2 separate regions of the Rattus norvegicus genome follow, and region 2 is linked to region 1. Evidence: chromatin contacts called from public Hi-C data. All regions are on one chromosome and are shown on one strand. Each heading gives the region's core, a stretch centred on a gene start, on an enhancer-like site or on the middle of the called end of the contact. The rest is flanking DNA. Distances are from core to core; before and after follow the strand shown.

What was found. A called contact is a pair of places that touch in the nucleus more often than the background predicts.
Region 2: a contact with region 1 is called in a Hi-C map of the A7r5 cell line, with 2.7 times the contacts expected there. The contact joins the promoter of Dennd4c here to the enhancer-like site in region 1. A contact is called at or near these places in 5 of 12 Hi-C or Micro-C datasets (the A7r5 cell line, the Rat2 cell line, Schwann cells and 2 more).

What each region holds. Positions count from the first base shown.
Region 1 is chr5:106,266,771-106,272,482 of GRCr8, forward strand. No RefSeq gene overlaps it. Among named protein-coding and RNA genes, the nearest start is that of Plin2, 41 kb to the left of the region's middle. Within about 2 kb of position 2,656, at least 5 of the 93 cell types and tissues checked have an H3K27ac peak or open chromatin away from gene starts, as enhancers often do. A contact at or near this core is called in the A7r5 cell line, where this site is marked.
Region 2 is chr5:106,314,924-106,320,635 of GRCr8, forward strand. Dennd4c (DENN domain containing 4C) reads left to right here and starts at 3,448. Exons shown (of 33, transcript NM_001427785.1): 1 at 3,448-3,719. It overlaps LOC134486947 (a long non-coding RNA gene), which reads right to left and starts at 3,169. Exons shown (of 2, transcript XR_010066542.1): 1 at 3,033-3,169; 2 at 853-1,306.

The DNA of each region.
Region 1 (5,712 bases), core at 1,406-3,905:
ATACCTGTTTGTGTGCATGTATTGTACATGCATCTCTGGTGCCCTTGGAGGTCAGTAAAGAACCCTGGAACTAGATGTGCAGATGTTTATAAGCCAACATGTAGGTTCTGGGAACTGAACCCAGGTCCTCTGCAAGAGCTTCAAGTGCTCTTAGCCACTGAGTCATTGCTGCAGCCCCCATTCCCACCTCACTTGTGTACTTCTCAACTCCATGCAGTTTCCAAGTCAGATGCTTGTAAGCCAGAAGAAGGCCAGCAGAGGGACAAGATAACTGGGCATGGTATACCCTGTAATCCCAGCACTCAGGAGGCAGAGGCAGGCCTATTTCTGTGAGTTTGAGACCACCCTGTGATACATGACATCATGTCTTAAAAAAAGCAAAAACAGGGTGTTGTAAAAATATAAAAAATAAAAGCTGTCTTTTATCCCCCCCCTAGGTCCGGCCCCACAGTGCCCCAAGACATCTGCTAGATAATCTTGTCAGAGCACACATCCCAACTCCATGGAGGGCCAGACTCTCTAGCCGCCACACTCTCCCAAAGTCAAATCGCCACATGAAAGAACACACAACACAATAACCTTTGATCTAATTGATAAGGTATAGTTGCCCACCTAAACATACAAAGCCCAGTACCATCCATCCCTTAAGAACATTCATAACAACCTGTAAAGGTTCATCGTGTAACCTTAACGTCAGCCTCCATGTCGTCTCTCCACAGCTACTCTGCCTGTCCCTTCTCTCTCAAACTTTTCTCCTGCCCAACCTTCCTTCTCATCCAATGACAGGCCTCGTTCTATCTTGTACCTGCCTACACCTGCGTGATGACATCATCCCACAGCAGGGGGTTGGAGAGATGGCTCAGTGGTTAAGAGCACTGACTGCTCTTCCAGAGGTCTTGAGTTCAAATCCCAGCAATCACATGGTGGCTCACAACCATCTGTAATGAGATCCGATGCCCTCTTTTGGTGAGTCTGAAGACAGCTACAGTGTGCTTAAATTTAATAAATAAATTAATTCAAAAGAAAAAAGCAAGCAACTCTGGAAAAACAAAAAATGACTTCTCTAACAATACTTGTTAGTATAAAATGCAATAAAGTTTATACTCATTAAAAGATACTAGAGGCAGGAGAAATGGCTCAGAGTTTGTGATCATTTGCTGCTCTCACAGAGGACAAACCTTAGGTTCCCAGCATCTATGTGGTATCTGATAGCAGGGATAATACTTATGCATGCATTCAAGTAGGCAGAACATCTAAGTCCATGGAATAAACATAAACATATATAAATAAATTACACAATTCACTACTATAATTTATCAATATATAGTATAATTAATGAATGACTCATGAAGATATTGGGCAATATCATTGGAGCTCTTTTTTGGTTTTTGGGTTTTTATTTTTTATTTTTTTATTTTTTTTAAATGATTTTATTTACTTAATGAATATGAGTACACTCTAGCTGTCCTCAGTCACACCAGAAGAGGGCATCGGATCCTGTTATAAATGGCTGTGAGCCACCATGTGGTCGCTGGGAACCGAACTCAGGACCTCCGGAAGAGCAGACAGTGCTCCCAACCACTGAGCCATCTCTCCAGTCCGGGTTTTTATTTTTATATATAAGATCACACATTGTAGTCCAGGTTGGCCTAGAAATCATTATATAGCCCAGGCTAGTCTCCAATTCATGGTAATTCTTTACTTAGCTTCTGAATACTATGATTACCATCATATTTGGTTGGTGCTTTTTTTTTTTAAGATGGTCTTACTTCGTAGCCAAGGCTAGCCTGAAACTTACTGTGTAACCGAAACTGGTTCCCAATTCATGACATTCTTGTCTCGGGCTCTTGAATGTGGGGATTATCAGTGTATAGTACCACAAAAGCTAAGTTAATATTGCTTTTGGATAAAAACTTTCTTAGGACAAGCACTGACTATGCTAAAACAAACTGTCAGCTAATTGTAAAACCCACACATCTTTATGCCATAAAATAATTTTAGCTACCTGTGCTGCATTGTGGGTTGTTTTCCTGGCAACAGGGCACAAATTTGAGTCCTCTGAGCAGGGAGCCAGGCCTGCCGAACTGTCCAGATTGCCGAGATTGACATGGAAACCCACACTGATAGTGGGCAGCACTTTCTGGTAGCAGTCCAGATCAAAGAGGCATGGAGGAAGGAAGATTGCTAGCCTCTCCTCCAAGCCAACTCACCCTGTGGTGCTGCTGATCCCTCGCTATTAGAACCAGGGTTTTCTGGTTTCAGTGTTCCCTAGAACTAGTAGCTTTTTAGGAACCTTCCAAGATTTTGGCTCAGGGGGTTGGGGATTTAGCTCAGCGGAAGAGTGCTTGCCTAGCGAGCGCAAGGCCCTGGGTTCGGTCCCAGCTCCGGAAAAAAAAAGAAAGAAGAAAAAAAGAAGAAGAAGAAAAAAAAAGATTTTGGCTCAGATTGGGACTGCTGAGGTTCCCAGCCTGTGGACTGAGAAAGTATTTGTTTCTCAGCCTGTCAGGTATTATTTTGCCATGACCAGCAAGGCCTTGGTAGGGACAGAATGACAAGGCTCCTGCCCCTGGGGCAGTGTCAGCAGACAGGGCCCTGGAGGTGGCTGCTGAGGGTAAGGCTCGTTTGAATAACAATGTACATATTTTACATTCCTCCTCCAAGGAAAGTTCTTTCTGCTAATGCTAATGACTTCATGACGTAAAAATAAAAGACTGGGCTTATGATCTGCAGGACATGAGTTATCCAGAGAATTTTTTAGAATAGCAAAGGAGAACTGCTTGAGAAGTGTCTGGAGCAGAACATAAAGAGCTGACTGGAGATCTCCAGGCAGAGCAGAACAGAGAAGATCAGGAAAGCTGTCTCACTCAGAACACAGGTTGTCAGCTTGGACCCACAATTTGACTTCACTAAAGTCGCCCCTTCCTCAGATGCCCTCTCCAAGCCGAGGCTGGTCCTTGGTGTTATTTAGCTGTGGTTGCTATTTTAACATATGCTGACCTAATAAATTCACACATCTCTATATATATAAATTTTACACACACACACACACACCATTGATTCTGTTCCTCTACAGTGCTGACAGTGTTTCTTAAAAAATAATACTTTATGTGTGTTAGTGAATGTTTTGTCTGCACATATGTCTGTATATGATGTGCATACCTGGTTCCTATGCATGTTGGAAGAAGGCACTGAATCCCCTGGAACTGACATAACAGGTATGTATGAGCTGCCATGTAGGTGCTGGGAACTGAACCCAGGAACTGAACCCAGCCATGTCTTCAGCCTCTGTGCCATGTGTTCTTTGTGAAACTGTTTGAAGCTGTCGGATGGGACCAGAGGTTTTGCTCAGGGAAGTTGGCATGCTTAGCCTCCTGAAGGCACCAAAACCTCCTTTGGTGCAGCACCAAAGGTGGGGAGTTGAGATCTGCAAGTCCAAGCCAAAGTGGATGGTTTATTATTTATAACAGGTTTTAGGGTCTTTCCTTTCCTTTCCTTTCCTTTCCTTTCCTTTCCTTTCCTTTCCTTTCCTTCCCTTCCCTTCCCTTCCCTTCCCTTCCCTTCCCTTTCCTTTCTTTTCATTTCCTTTTTGCTTTTTCAAGACAGTGTTTCTCTGTGTACTAGTCCTGTCTGTCCTGGAACTCACCCTATAGACCAGGCTGGCCTCAAATTCAGAGATCCACATGCCTCTCTGCCTACAAATGCTGGGTTTAAAGGATTGTTACCACCACTGCCCAGCTGGCTTTGAGGTTCTTAAGCATTCTGTTCCACTGATGTTGAACTTTTTAAAAGGCATTTATGTACAGGTTTGCGTACATCTGTGTGCTAGACTTGATAGCCAGTAAACCCCAGACATTTTCTAGTCTCTGCCTCCCCAGTACTGGGAGCAAGCAAGCACCACTATGCCTAACATTTTTATGAGTGAGAACTCAACTCTTCATGCTTGTGAGGCAAATACTTTACCCACTGAGCCATTACGTATTATACTCTATATCTAGGGTCCCAATGCTCTTTAAAATCAGCCTTGTGGGCCAGTGAGGTAGCTTAGTGGATAAAGGTGCTCACTGCCAAGCCTAACCACTCAAGTTTGACTCCCCAGGGCCCACATGGCAGAAGGAAAAAACTAATTCCCAAAAGTTGGCCTCTGACCTTCCCACGTGTTTGTTCAACTGGGTTCAAGGCTCTTAATCCCACCACATGGGAGGCCTAGGTAGGCAAACCTCTGTGAGTTTGAAGTTAGCCGGGCCTACATAGTGAGTTCAGGCCAACTAGGGCTGCAAAACAAAACAAAACACCAAAAAGATAGGACTGAAAGATGGCTTAGCAATTAAGATCATGTACAGACAGCTCTTGCAGAGGACAAGATATTGGTTCCCAGCATCCGCATCTAGAAGCTCACGACCACCTGTAACTGTGCTTCAGAGGGACTGAGTTTGACTTTCGTAGACACCTACACTCACACGCATGCCGCTGCCCACTACACACACACACACACACACACACACACACACACACACACACACACGGGGACAATAAAAATGAAATATTTTTTTAAAGTGCATATATACAAGAACAATAAACAAGTGTAATTTTAAAAAATTTACCTTACTCTCTTTTTTTTTTTTTTCTTGGAGCTGGGGACTGAAGCCAGGGCCTTGCACTTCCTAGGCAAGCGCTCTACCACTGAGCTAAATCCCCAACCCTACTCTCTTTTTAAATCAATGCTACAAAGAGAATATTATTGCCACCCAGTTGGAGACAGGGGAGGCTTAAATACTGTGGTCCTCTGTCCCTAGTGTTAGTTAGCATTTTGTCTAAACTCCACTTCACAGTTACCTGGCAACAGCCAGGTGTGTCTAAGCTCTGCCCCACAGTTACCTGGCAACAGCCAGTATGCCTTACTCACTGTAAAAGGGGCTGCTTGCTCTCTCTCTCTCTCTCTCTCTCTCTCTCTCTCTCTCTCTCTCTCTCTCTCTCTCTCTCTCTCTCTCTCTGGCTTTCTCTGTCTCTACTACCCTCTCAACTCCCCTCCCCATGCCCTCAGGGGAAGGGATGCCTCAGCATGGGCCCTAGGAGGCGCCCTCTTGCTTTATGCCTGAGGACAGGTCCACCAAACATTCCTTCTCCCCTTATCTTTTTTAAAACACACACCCAGCACACTCTTAGCCTGCTTGCTTGCTTGCTTGCTTTCGAGCTTTGTTGCTTAGCATGCTCACGTGTGTGTACCTGTGTATTTAATTGTGTATGTGTGTGGAGTTTTTATTTTGAGTTTTTTGAGACAGGGTCTCCTCAATGACAATCCTTTTGACTCAGTCTTCCAAATGCTGGGGTATCTGGTGACTTAAAAATCTCTATTTTGGATATAGTTACTCATGGTTGCTTGTGAATGCTGGCTTAGCTGAGTTTAGTTTCTGCGAAACGGTGAGTTGAGCATGTGCACACAGGTATGATCCCAGCCCTCAGAAAGCAGAGGCAATCACATCTCTGCAAGTAGGAGGCCAGCCTGGTCTACATAGTCTACAGGGCAACCAGCAACGTTTCAGGACAGTGAGGACTAAATAGAGAGACCCTATATCAAACAAACAAGAAAAACAAATTACATCAGGTGTAGTGGTGCATACCTGTAATCCAAGCACCTCAGAGGTTGAGGTTTACAAATTTAAAATCATTCTGGGTTACAGAGTAAGACTCTTCTCACTAAAGAAAATACCTGGG
Region 2 (5,712 bases), core at 2,198-4,697, 49 kb after region 1:
AAATAATTTGTTTTTTTTTTGTAAGGATTTATTCATTTTATGTTACATATGTGTTTTTGATCATTCATATGTACACCATGTTTGTGCAGGTGATCACAGAGGCCAGAGGAGGGCATTGTGTCTCCCAGAACTGGAGTCTCAGGCTCTCTGCAAGAGGAGTAAATGCTCTTAATCTTGGGCTCATGTATTCAGCCCTATTTATTTTTTTTAATTGAACATTGAATGTTGTCTTTATTCTTTAGCATTTCATATCGTACACAATGAGAAATGATCCTATGTATTCCCACCCAAATATATGTATGTTCTTTTAAGTTCAGTTAGTGCTGCTCATATGGCCTTGGGTGAGGGACAATCCACTGGAACATGGGACTCTGGCAAGTGGCCAGATCCTCAAAAAAGGACTCTCTTTCCCTGAACAACTATTAACTGCAAATAGTTCCTCAGTAGGGACAGACGAATAGCTCTATATTAAACACCAACGTGAACTTATTTATCCTGGATGTGCAAGAGTGATGAAAACGTGCAAGAAGAGAAAGGTGACTCAGATGAGACGTTAGACGTGCCAGTCCATTCTACGAGATATTGGGAAGGAAATGGAGATGAAAAACTATGGCAAAACTTTAGGGTGATGAAAACATTAAGGAAAATCAAGGAAAAAAATATGGATTTTTCTCAACTCTTGTAATCCACCATATGGAAAAATGGCCTCTTCCAATTTTCTTTCTTTCTTTTTTCTTTCTTTCTTTCTTCCTTTCTTTCTTCTTTCTCTTTTAAGTGGGATAAGGTTTTGGCATTTCTGTCTTAGTTAGGGTTACTATTGCTGTGATGAAACACCATGGCCAAAAACAATTTGGGGAGGAAAGGGTTTATTTGGCTTACACTTCCACGTCACTGTACATCACTGGAGGAAGTCAGAACAGGAACTCAAGAAGGTCTGGAACCTGGAGGCAGGAGCAGATGCAGAGGCCTTAAGGAATGGCTGGCTCCCCATGATTTGCTCAGCCTGTGTCCTGGCTAGTTTTATATCAAATTGGCACAAGCTAGAGTCATGAGAGAAGAGTGAACCTCAGTTGAGAAAAGCCAGCACACTGGCTTTTTTATTTATATGTATGGTGGGTGAGTCTTAGTCAGGGTTTTACTGCTGTGAGCAGACACCATGACCAAGGCAACTCATAAGGACAACATTTAACTGGGGCTGGCTTAAGGTTCAGAGGTTCAGTCCATTATCATCAAGGCAGGAGCATGACAGCATCCAGGTAGGCATGGTGCAGGAGGAGCCGAGAGTTCTACATTTTCATCTGAAGGCCTGTAAGAGAAGACTGCTGGGCTGCTGTGTGGTTAGGAGGAAGGTCTTAAGCCACATCCACACCTCCTCCAATAAAGCCACACCTCCAAATAGTGCCACTCCCTGGACCAAGCATATTCAAAGCATCACAGGGTGTTAGTTAGATCCCCTGTTGTGAACCTCAGGACTGGGTGCTGAGAATTTAATGCTGGTCCTCAAGAAGAGCAGAAAGTACTCTGAAATAGTAAGTCTCTGGCATCCACTCTTCAGATTTACAGGTACCAAAGAGTATGGCTTGAGGAGAAAGGTAGGCACTTCAGTGCCTAAGAGTTAATGATATGCACCCATCAGAGCTAGAGATCCAACCTAGGGTCTGGTCTTGCTCTAGCTAAATATGCTCTCTCTCATTAAGTTAAACCCATAGCTCTGTTTAAATATTTTGAAAGCATTAGTTTTACATTGACAAGGAAATACAAGAAGTTCACAGTTAGGTTTTCAAATATGAATGTGTCCTTATCGTTTCTGCTGTCTGGACTGTTAGTGACAGGATGCTTCCAGGACCCCAGACCAACTCCTAACTATTGTTAATAAGGCGATATTCATATTGCTAAGTGTTTCTTCTTGAATCAATTCTGACTGCTAATGTGGTTAGGAAAATGGCATCTGTTACAGAGGTCGAAAGCCAAAACTTTTCAAACCTGCTGTTAACTTCAGAAATAGATCGCCAACCCGGCATGTATCAACCAGACTTAACATTATACTTGTTAGCAAGTATAGTGAGCAAATGAAAGAGCAATTCTCAGTAAAATGATATATGTACACAGGTGCTCACCAGTTTTGCACAAATCTTTAAAATAGTTTAATGAACTTTTAAACAGCATACAAAGAAACAAGTTTCACTAAGACATGCTCACATACGTCATTGTTGTTCTACACCCCCACCCCCATCTCATCAGTTCTAATTTCAATCAGCTACAGGTCATGGGCCAACCCGTCTTTTGCCAGGAGAAAAAAAAAGTTGTTAACATATTTTAAGCTATTCTGTTTCTTGAAAACTTGATACCTTTAAAAAAATGTCACCAAGTAGTGGCACAAGTCTTTAATTTCAGCAATGAAATGAGCCAGCCTCGTCTACAAATAAGACTTGTAGGAAATGCCAGGGCTAAATAGAGAGACCCTGCACACCCTCACTCTCCACTAAACAAAACCAAACCAAAACAAGCCAGAAATATTTTGCCAAAATTGCATTACAGTGAAGACTCTCCAACCCCATTCGTCTGTACCTGCAAAACTGAAAAATGGGTGCTAAAGAGATGACTCAGTATTTCAGAGTACTTGCTGCTCTTCTTGAGGACCAGAGTTAAATCCTTGGCACCCTGTCCTGAAGCTCACAACCTCAGCTTCAGAATGTTTACCTCTCGATCTAAGTTACCTTTGGGAGGCAGCGTGTTACGATTATCTAAATTAAAGAGTTACACGTTCGACGTTATCACAATCTGGGCAGAAGTACAGAAAGCCAACGCAGCCAAGGCCTCTCCCGAGAGGTCTTTGGATAGCTTAGAGAAGGGCAGTCCTCCAATGTCACTCAGACTTTGGGGTCACACAGTTATGGGTGGGACTTCCAGCCTCTACTAAAGAGAAACTGCAAGTCTCCCTTGGCTTTTTTTTTTTTTCCATTGACCTTGAGCTATTCTGTGTCACTTTCTAAGTCTTTGAAAGTCCGACCTTGAGAGGCCTAGGTAGTCACCTGCCACAGGCCACCGCAAAAAACGCAGAACAAACAGTAAGGCTGCAACTAGCGCCCGGAGAGCTGGCGGTCTCTCGCTTCGGGGTCCGATAGGCCAGCGTCAGGATTCCAAGGAGCGCTCCGAGGTCGGCCGGAATGGGTCCCTTTGCCAGGAGGAGGGCGCTCACGGGGCGGAGCGCAACTGAAGAGGCGTGGCCTGAGCGCGAGTCTTGGAAGGAGTCTGGGGGCGTGGGACAACCTTTGGGCGGAGCCCAACCAAGGGGGCGTGGTCCTAGCGGGCGGGTCCGACCTCGGACCCCACCCCCGCGTCCTTTCTACCGCCCCCGCAGAAGGAAAGGGAGAGGGACAGAGGGAGGGAAAGTGGTGTTCTGTGGAAAGGGGCGGAAGGAGTGGAAAGCAAAAGAGAAAAGGAAACAGAAACATGGCGGTCTGTAGTCGGGACAGTCTCGCCGCGGGCAGCGCCTAGACCTCCGTCCTCCCGCAGCACTCGCGGCCCGCGAGCCCCTCGGTCGGCAGTTGCTCTCGCTGCAGGCTGTGTCCCTGGAGAGCCGGCCGCGCTGAGGCGCAGGCGCAGAGGGGCCACCGGAGTCCCGGCCCTGCCAGCGAGGGTGTCCAGGCCGCGTAGCCGGCGCTTTCTTGCCTCAGGAAGCTACGGTGTCGGCTCGGTCACCGACTGGGCGGGCGCAGGTAAGTCCGCACCGCCGCCCTGCCTATTCCCTCCCGCGCAGTCAGGCCGCTCAGGTAGAGCTGGAGGGGGGAGCGGCCGGCTGGCCTAGTCGCCGAGCGGGCCGGAGGTCCCCAGAGCTTGTGGGCTGCGGTGCGGAGAGGCTGCGGCTGGAGGGTCTCCTGAGGATCGCCTCAGTGCAGGGACAGGGCCTGGCCTCTGCCGCCGGGGTGAAGCGGGAACTAGGCCGGTGGGGTGCTGAGCGGTGGCGGCTGGGGTGGAGCGTAAGGATCCGCGGACGCTGCGGAGGTGGAGGTACCGGGGTGCAGGCAGGTGCCGCAGGTGAATCCAGGGCATTTCCTCCTCTGCCGGACCGTGGCTGATGTTTAGGGCTACTTTGTTGGGGATAACTTATAGGAAGGCTCCATTCAGCTCCGGAGTGACTAAACCCAAATAAAGCCAAGTAATGAGCCCCTAGTGCTGACTCTTGTAAGAGCCGCAACTTTAAAGCATTGGAGATGCTGTCACGACTTCCCGCTCCCTTTTTTGTGATTCGTAGGCCCTTTCCTCACGAAGAATGTGCTTGGAAAGAACAAATAAGGAATGACCCAGTTTTTAAAATGCCCCCTCTCTTTCTTTCCCTCAAAATTTGTTGGTTTCACACGGGAAAATTTAGGGCAGTTACCGTAGTTACTTGAGCAAATGTGAGAGAAGGTGTCATTCCCCCGTACTGAAAGCTCAACTTGCTGTGCGATTGTATCTAGAGAGGTCATGCACTGTAGTCTGAGTAGCTGACATACTGAGGCTACTTAATTGTGTGCAAACTCGAGTCCAGTTAACCCTAGAAATAGGTATTGCCGTCTATCTCCATGCTTCCAAGGAGAAGGTAGAAAAGATCCTTAGGTGTAATGTCCTGGTGCCAGGTTTTCAGTAAACATTTGATTTGATAATCATGAATATATACTAAACTAACTTAAATCTTGAACTCATTATGTGACTTTTCTGTTTAAAAAAGAATTGCAAAAGGAAACCTTTTTTTTTTTGTACCACAGTCATTATGACCATTAAAAACCCTCTATATTTTCTGCTCTGTTCTCAATATTAATGTTAAAAGTTGGCAAACTGCCTTCTTGATGTAAGACTGGGAACTCAGAAATCTCAGACATAATCTTAGATCTGTGCTCATGAACATGACCTGCTTCTTACTGGGCTGCTTTGAATTGTTTTTTAGTTAGTAGCAAAAGGTTTTCTGCTATTCGGTCCACTCCTCTGACTCTTTGCTACTTATAAAGCAATGGATTGAGATTAAGGGGTCTAATCGTCTTTATTACCGGCTTTAGTGAAATGATCCCATGTCATTTGATTTTTGGCCAACAGTACCTTGGTTGGAGTATAATTGTTTGCTTATTTGAATAATAGAAACGATGTGTCAGAAATGTTGATGTTTTGCATTTTAGTAATTTACTCCTGTGTAGTTTGTAAATGAGTGCATCCTGTTGGAATAAATACAGTGTTTTGCAGTGTAAACTTGAGCTACTTGTAGCTGAAGAGATTTGTGGAAAAGTTGTGGGTGGAGACTATTCTTAAAACCAAATGTTTTAAATCACAAGGAAGTGCTGTGTTGTGTAGGCTGTGACAGTTGAGGATGGCAGATTTGGATGGTTATTTGGGCTGCAGATCTTTCTAAGGAAACACGCTAAGCATCTGTAGTAAAAGGCAGTTTGTAACTTATGCATGAAGAGTTTTGCATGGTAAATAATGACAAGGCACCTTCGCTTTTTTGTGTGTTTGCCAATTAAGACAGAAGCATCTCATATTTTCATTGGTGTTCCCTGCTAAGACAAATACCGTATTGGCTTTGCTGCTCACGTTGAAAGTTACGTTTTCACCTTGTTCTTGAACCTTAAGTACAGGTTGTAAAGGGAAAAAGAAAGCAGCTGAGTCAGTGGCAAGTTGTCTCCCTCGTCCGCCTGCTCTGATTTGAAAACAGAGTGCCTGTTATAACTCGAATTTCTA